2 separate regions of the Sus scrofa genome follow, and region 1 is linked to region 2. A link is a contact called in public Hi-C data. All regions are on one chromosome and are shown on one strand. The core of a region is the stretch at or near the end of the contact, and the rest is flanking DNA. Distances in the headings are between cores, read along the strand shown. Region 1 has its middle 11 kb from the start of GPR142. Region 2 holds the start of GPRC5C (G-protein coupled receptor family C group 5 member C).

Region 1 (3,842 bases), core at 1,298-3,797, 40 kb after region 2:
TCAGTAGGTTAAAGATGCAGCATTGCCATGAGCTGTGGTATAGGCCACAGACACGGCTCGGATCTGGTGTTGCTGTGGCTGTGGTGTAGGCCGGCGGCCTCAGCTCCGATTGGACCCCTAGCCTGGGAACCTCCGTATGCCACAGTGTAGCCCTAAAAAGACACACACACACACACACACACACACACACACAAGAACCCAACTAATATGCATGAAGTTCGATCCCCAGCCTTGCTCAGTGGGTTAAGGATCCGGTGTTGCTGTGAGCTGTGGTGTAGGTCACAGACACAGCTCAGACCTGGCATTGCTGTGGCTTTGGCATATGCCAGCAGCTGCAGCTCTGATTCAACCCCTAGCCTGGGAACTTACATATACCGTGGGTGCAGCCCTAAAAAACAAAACAAAAACAAAAACAAAAAAAAGAAAGAAAGAATGAAAAAAAATTACTGAGAGCATGCTCTGAGTACTGGTGCAGGAGCTGCAGTTTAGGGTTCCAGAAATTTTGCCTTCAGAAGTCTGAAAGGAGGAGTCCCTGGTGGCTCAGTGGATTAAGAATCCGGAGTTGTCACTGGTTACTGCTGTGAGGTGGGTTTAATCCCCAGCCTGGGAACTTCCACACACTGTGGCTGTGGCAAAAAAAAAAAAAAAAAAAAAAAAGAAAGAAAGAAAGAAAAAAGAAAAGAAAAAACAAACAAACAAACAATATGCAGACAAAACATAGTCCCTGTGAACTGAACCTCCCAGAAGTCCACAGACTTGGAGGGATTGTATTACTTGCTTTTCAGTTTGTTTGCTTTTTGCTTGGCACCTGCGGCACATGGAAGTTCCCAGGCCAGGATTGAACTTGCACCACAGCAGTGACCTGAGTCACTGCAGTGATAATGCCAGGTCCTTAACTCGCTCCGCCACCCTCTTATTTTTTTATTTTTTTGTCTTTTTGCCATTTCTAGGAGCACTCCTGCGGCATATGAAGGTTCCCAGGCTAGGGGTCGAATCAGAGCTGTTGCCGCCGGCCTACACCACAGCTCACAGCAACACCGGATCCTTAACCCACTGAGCAAGGCCAGGGATTGAACCTGCAACCTCATGGTTCCTAATTGGATTCATTAACCACTGAGCCATGACGGAAACTCCTCCTCCACCCTCTTAAAGTCAAAAATATGCAGCAATCAGCCCACCTGCCAGTCACTTCTCAAACACCAAGCTCCTGAGTGTAGGGCCTTTGGAAGCCCTCTCGATGGACAACTTGGAAAAACCCTTCTCCTCTAGCTCCACCCCACGGGATGTCTGGAGGCCAGGTCTGTGGTCCCAAAGTGGACATGCAGTTCCCAGGGCGGTGCTCCCCAAACCATCTCATCTCTGGCCACTAGCCCAGGGGGCACCTGACCCAGAAGGGACACCCCAACATAGACCCCAGTTCCCATGTTCCCTGGCCCCAGGCCAGCAGCCATTTCAGCAGGTGGAAGGGACTTCCAGCAGCCCTGCCCGAGCCCCAGCGCCCCTCACCAAGGAGCCCTCTGACCTCCGATCCCTGCCCTCTTTTCTTCATCCCTGAGCCACTAGGTCCCCCAGTCCTTCTTCCTGGAAAAGGGCTCCTCCACCCCGTCCTCTTCCCGGGGCCTCAAAGTCGTCTCTGAGACCATAGCCTTCCATTTAAAGCCAACTCACACCTCCCTGCTCCTTTCCCTCCGCTAACTCCCCTCCCCCCACCGTCCCGCCCCCACCCTCCGGGGGGTGGGGGGGGAGGGGAGGGGAGGGGCAGATCCGCGGCCACCGCGTCTGGGCATCTGAGCATTCCTCTCCCTCGGCCCGGCCCTGCCGGCTAAATATACCTCTAGGAGGAGTCCGGGAAGGCACCACCACAGACCTCGTTAACTCTTTCACATCCAGCAGCCCCGGAGAGAGGGCAGACGGGAGGGGGCGCGGGGGGTGGGGGGCGCTGGCAATCCGGTGGGAGGGGCTCCCAAGGCCACAGGGAGGACCCAACTCCTCCCACCGGCCTAGGGGATGGGGACCTGGGGTCAGGGGTGGGAGGTGACTTTGGGGAGGACCAACTGTGACCTCACCACCCCCTCCCCGCTCCTGCCCAGAAGGAGGAAACAGGTAAAGAGGCGGGCAGGTGGGGACTCTGTGACTCTAACCTCTTGGCAGCGGAGAGGCTAAGTCCGGCCCTAAGCCACGTTCTCCAGGAGGGACCTGGAGGATGGCCTCGCCTCTGCTTTCAAGAAAGTGAGGGAGCCCCCCCGGGGGGGGGGGAGGCTCCCCTTCTCTGCCGGGCGGCTCCCCTCCACTGGCTCGTTGAGCAGAGGTGTGAAGGCTGGAGCTGGCCTCAGTCAGAAGAGGCTCTGGATCGGCCTCCTCCTTTCCTTCCCTAAATAGAGGGCCAGGGCCCTAGCATGGCACCCCCCCCCCGGCCTAGGTCAGCCTCCTTGCCCCCAAAGGTGCCCCCGGAGCCCCCCCCCCCAAGCCTCCTAGGATCTCCTGGTTGGAGAGCAGGCAGCATCCTGGGAGCCCCACCCTGGGTCCCCTCTGCCCTGGGTCCCAGCTCTGCTCATGACTCACTGTGGGGTTCCCTCCCTCCTCACTTTCCGGCGCCTTTCCCTCCATCCTTGTCCTGTGGGGCTGATGCCAACGTTCAAACTCCCTTGGTGGGGAGGATGCCCAAGTGGCCACCACGGACAGGAACCGCTGGCCAGGGGTGGGATCTGGGTGGAACCTGGGACCCCAGAGTCACTGACTGAGGCCCTGGGGCTCTTCAGAGCACGGAAGGCAGGCGGCCAGATCCGAGGCCGCAGGAGGGACTGGCTGGACCCTGCGCATGCAGGGTGGAGGGACGAGCACAATGAAAGGGCCCTTCACACAGTGCCACGCTGTGAAACCTTTCCAACCGCAGGAAGGATCTGAGAAACCTGCAGTGACCTGCCGCCCCCCGCTGGCTAACCCCAGCTTGGCAGGAGAACGTGGCTTCTGTGGCTTCAGGGTGGAGGAGAGGGACAAAGGGAGCAGCTGAGCCCTGCCTTCCACAGTGCTCCCCGCTGGCTGTGGACAGGGGGCAGGCACTGTTTCTTTGCAATAACTTAGATCCGCCTAGAAATCTGGCTTAAAGCCCTGCCCCTGGGGCTCCTGGTCCCGTCGGTCCATCCCGCCAGTCTTGCAGCGCCCCCTGCTGTCTGAGCCCATAGATACAGGCCAAAGGGGGAGCTGGGCCTCAGGACCCTTCCAGGAGGCCAAATTTTCCCACTGACAGAGTTTGGGCTTCAGGGGAGGTGGCGGGAAGGGGGAGCGGCACAAGATTCCCAAGACACCCCCATGTCAACGACAGTCCTGTTGTCCCTGCCAGCGCATCTATAACCTGGCTGACAAAGGGCTCAACATTTAATTCAATAAATAAGTATACTCTTCCTCTCTGGGGCACCTCCCCTGGGCCTGGTTGCTGAAAACAACAGATCTTCCAAAAGTCTGGCTTCTTGTCCCTATCATGCCCCCACCCATCCCAGGACGACACGGGCAGCTGTGGGTTTACCCAATTAGCCTGAAGTGGACTGGATGTGGCGTGGGGCGGGCAGGGGCGGGACTGGGGAAGTGAGAACAGGCCTGGGGGCTCTGACAGCCACATAAGAAACTATAGGAAGTAGGTGCAGATAAGAGGGCATCTTTGGCAAAGCTGGAAAGCTGTGCAAACTTTCAGCCCAGCGTAGAATGGAAAAACACTGCTGGAGGTGGGAGCACTAAAGGGAGTCCAGGAGACTCGGCAAACAATGTATTTATTCTCCTGTCTGAGAACCAATATGAGCAGCAGAGGGATCCTTAACCCACCGAGCAAGGCCAAGAATCGAACCCGC
Region 2 (4,236 bases), core at 993-3,492:
CCCCGCGCCCCAGGTCTGAGTCAGCCCAATCCAGTTCCAGAATCCCCCCTTCCTCCCTCTTTCCCTCTCCAGGGGGAGGCAGAGGGCCTTCAGCAGAGTGGTGGGCTCAGAGGCCCAGCCAGCCCTGACTGGGCTTCACATAGCAAGCAAGGATGAGGCAGCCGGGTCTTCCCATCTTTCCAGAACCTCCTTCCTCACTCCCAGACCGTCCACACAGAAGTCTAGCAACCACCCTAAAAAGAGCAACGTGGGCTTCATGATGCTCCCGGTCTGTATCCCCCCCAGAATATCATACAGACCCACAGCCAGTGGTCACCTTCAAGGATGCCATGACCCCTTAAAGGCCCCTCTCAGAGGCACTGAAGGTCACCCAAAGAGGCCAGAGAGCGTGCTCCTTCCTCCCCCGTCTGCCAACACTTAGCTGCCGGTGAAGACAGACAGACCCACCACTGAGAGCCTCCCCACCTCCTCCCCTTCTCCCATCCATCTCCTTCTTTCTCTCCCCCCTCCAGGTTAGGTCCTGTCATCTAACCAACTCTGCTCTCGGGGCTCTGGTGTTTAAACCAACCAATAAGAAGAGAGGTGCCTGTAAGGAGCTACCTCTGGGGTGGGGAGGGGAGTTAGAGGGCTTCCTGGAATCCCAGCCTAGATCTTCACACCGACGGTGGGCATTTGGCCCCCAATTCCCTGAGCATTCTCAAACTCTTGGGTCTTCAAACCAAGGTCCCGATCTTAGCCTCTCGGGAAGGCGCACCATTCCCCTCCTGCCACTCCACCCCACCCCACCCCACCCCCCGGCCACAAATAAAGGCAGAGAGAGAACTGGCAGGAGCACAAAAGCCAATTTCAACATATTCTGGTCCCCCTGCTTCAGGATCAAGACCGTGGAGGGGTTTTGCTGGGTTTAAAACTGCAGGGGGTCTAGGGGTGGAGGGAAGCAATTCAACCCCCGCGGCTGGGAAGGGCAGGAAACTCCGCGGGGGGCGGGGAGGAGCGGGGAAAGGAAAGGCATCTGGAAGCCACGCTGCCAAGAGTAAAGGGTCTTTGACCGAAACTGCGAACTTCTCGAAGGCAAATTCTGAGCCCTCCCCTCCCTACTCCGCCCCGGTGCTGGGATCTACTCCCACGCGCGTCTGGATGGCGGAGAGCAGGGGAGCCAGCCTCCCCCATTTCCTCTGACCACAGAAACCTGCCCTCCTCAACCAAGGTAGCGGCCAGCAGAGAGGACGCCAGCCCCCTGGTCGCTATTGACCGTGGACTCGCGCAGAGAGGCGCGGAGGCTGGGGAGGGCAGTCCTTGGAGACCCTGATGGTGCAGCTCTCCCTCGCCGCCAACGCGGAGCCGCAGCGCCGGGCTTCCCACACCCCTAGTCCCCAGCCCGCTCGTGTTCGGAAAGTTTCTGAGACCGAGCGGAGTAGGATCGGCGTCCTCCGCCCCCGGGTTCTCCACCCCTGGGGCCTCTACCTTCGCCCACTCCCCACCAGTCCGACCCGACCCTACTCTTCCGGGCGGCCAAGGCGAGGGCGGAGCGGGAAGGCAACAGCCCTTACCTGGGACGCGCCGCCTGCCCAGCTCCGGCGCGGCGTTTGGGGCCAACTCCAGGCGGGGCGCACGCAGGGGTGGGAGGGACTCCGGGTAGGGCGCGGGGCCAGGCCCAGCCGGGACCTGGAGTGGCGGGGCCCCGGCAGGGGATCGGGGCGCACGGCCTGCCTCTCCGCGGGACCCGGGCTGAGCTGGCCTCGCTCCGTCGCTTGCTCTCGCGCTGGCCTCTCCCCAAGCTCGGCTCCTTTCTCTCAGCGAGGGTGGGCCGGCGTCTGCATCACCGTGACATCACCTCCATTCAGGCGCTTATCGGGCGCCCGCAGCGCTCCAGGTACGTGCGATCCGCTTACACAGTAACAAAGCCCGGCCAGCCCTCCTCCCACGCCACCCCACCCCACCCCCGACTCACCTCCGGGCTGCGGACGAGTCGCACTTTCCGGCTTCGGAGGGAGATCGGAGTTTCTGGCCAAGCTGGCTTGTGGGTTGTTGCTGTTTACTGCCACGCCCCCGCACGCGGGCGCGCGCACACACTCACGCGCACTCACTTTCTGGACTCGGCTTTCTCTCTGGAAAGCGGTTTGGGGTGCCGCCCAGCACACCTCGCGGGCGGGCTCTCCCTCTCCGCACGTCCCAGTGCGCGCACGCAGACACGCGCGGGGGCCACCTTGGTGCGTCTCTCCGTGGCGGACTCCTAGTCTTTGTCACCTTGGTCCTGGCTCTCCCGTGAGACACACGCGGGCCACAGTTCGCTGCTCCGGGCTAGAGCGAGACCCACACGCAGACACGAAGTCTGTTTGTGTCACGCTTTCTGTGCCCCCTCCCCTCCCCGACTTTGCACACGTGGACACACACACACAGAGTGTCCGCCTCTTGCACGTCCGATCCTTCCCCGGCACTCGGTCACCAAGTTTGTGTGGGATCGCCCCTGCGCGCGCCCCTAGCACTGCCGTGGGCCGGGCACAGAATCACTCAGGACACTGGGCAGAAGTCGCCCTAGGTCCGACCGCCCGGCGCCTGAGTTTCCTGCGATCGCCCCGACACCTTAGCGCGCGCTCTCCTCCCCGCGCCCCCGTTCCCTGTTCCGACTTGTCCTAATTAGCCTTCACGATTCTGTTCCCCGAGGTACAGCGTTTAAACCGGCTCCCGCGGTCTCTGCGCTCTGGGACACATCGGCCTGACAGCGAGTCCTGATCCCCCCGCCGCCTGGGGACTTTTCCACGAGTTCGGGTACCCCCTCCCCATGCCCCACCCTCACCACCTATCCCCGGGTGGATCAGCGAGTTGCCACCCTTTCCCCTCCGGCTCCAGGATCAGCAGAGGGGGAACTGCCGAAAAGGGGAAGCGAATCCAAGCTGGGATCGCTCCCGCCCAGTAAACAAGAGATTTTCCGGCCGCCTTCCCCGGGGGCCGCAGGCTCCGCGGGAGGTGGGCTGCGCTGTCCGGGGGCGCCCAGCGGGGCCTAGTTAGCTAGCGCCGGAGGCCCGGAGGGGCTGCGGCATACCGAGAAGGGAGAGGTTGCTGGGCCTGGCTGGGGCCCAGGGGACGCGAAGGGAGGGCAGAGCGCCGGGTCTCTGGGGTGCTGGTTCTCGTGACGCCGAGTTGCCTGGGGGATCGCCAGCAGCGCGCAGTTGGGGCCAGCCGGTGGCGGGGCGGGCAGCTGGGCATGTGAGCCGGGAGCACCCGGGAGGGGGCCGGGAATCCAGGGGGCGGGGGTGGTGGCGGCTGGTCACGGGCGAGGGGGTTGCAAGGTGGAGGGAGGGCGCCGGGAGGGGAGGGGTACCTCCCGGGCAGTTTGTTTGCGTGTCTCAGTCTATGACAACCAGAAGTCAAACTCAATGAATCACCGGGAGCTGCCAGAGCGATAAACCCCAGGCCGGCTCCTCCCCTCGCAGGCCAGCTTTTCGGACTCCTGGAGGCAAGGTTTGCTTAGCGGCCAGAACTGGCTTTGGGGCCCTGGTTTTCTAGAACTCTGTACCTCTTCCTGCGCCTGGCCCTCGCTGGCTGGCCTGGGAAATGTGGTGAAAGACTGAATTGTTTCAGTTCTTTTCAATATTAAGAGGAAGAGCAGGAGTTCCCATTGTGACTGGTGGGTTAGGAATCCTTAGTATCCAGGAGGATGCCGGTTCAATCCCTGGCTTCGCTCAGTGAGTTAAGCCTCTGGCTCTTGCAGCAAGCCGGGGTGTAGACTGAAGATGTGGCTCCAGTCTGGGGTTGCTGTGGCTGCTGTATAGACCCACAGCTGCAGCTCTGATTCCACCTCTAGCCTGGGAACTTCCATATACCTCGGGTGTGGCCCTAAAAAGAAAAAAAAAAATAAAAAAGAGGAAGAGCCCGTGTCTGCCACAGAGTTGGGCTTTTGGTCCCCCTCCCCCTACTCCACCTCCTACCCCACCTCTCAGGGGATGCAGACAGCTGCTAAGGGCCAGGCAGTGGGACCCTCCCACCCTGGGGCAGGGAGCGGCAGGTCAGACTTAGCAGAAATTAATAAGTCACTCGGGCCTCTGACTAGTTTTCATTAACTGGGCAACCTATGCTCAAACCAGGTTGCTGGGAGGGCTCGCTTATTAGCATATGTGAAAAGCAGATTCTTGGACCCTGGGAAAGGTGTGGGCGAAGACTGACCTGCAGGGAGACACCCAGGGGTTCTGCATCCGTCTCAATTTGCTTCCAAGTTTTGGAAACCCCTTCACCCTC

Evidence for each region. A called contact is a pair of places that touch in the nucleus more often than the background predicts.
Region 1: a contact with region 2 is called in a Hi-C map of skeletal muscle, with 6 times the contacts expected there. The contact joins the enhancer-like site here to the promoter of GPRC5C in region 2. A contact is called at or near these places in 9 of 47 Hi-C or Micro-C datasets (embryonic fibroblasts, epiblast stem cells, heart right ventricle and 3 more) and 1 of 2 datasets of contacts at active chromatin or transcription factors (skeletal muscle).

Annotation. Positions count from the first base shown.
Region 1 is chr12:6,752,899-6,756,740 of Sscrofa11.1, forward strand. No RefSeq gene overlaps it. Among named protein-coding and RNA genes, the nearest start is that of GPR142, 11 kb to the right of the region's middle. Within about 2 kb of position 2,548, at least 32 of the 83 cell types and tissues checked have an H3K27ac peak or open chromatin away from gene starts, as enhancers often do. A contact at or near this core is called in embryonic fibroblasts, epiblast stem cells and skeletal muscle, where this site is marked.
Region 2 is chr12:6,713,037-6,717,272 of Sscrofa11.1, forward strand. GPRC5C (G-protein coupled receptor family C group 5 member C) reads right to left here and starts at 2,243. Exons shown (of 6, transcript XM_021068072.1): 1 at 1,952-2,243; 2 at 1,551-1,814. The coding sequence starts at 2,243.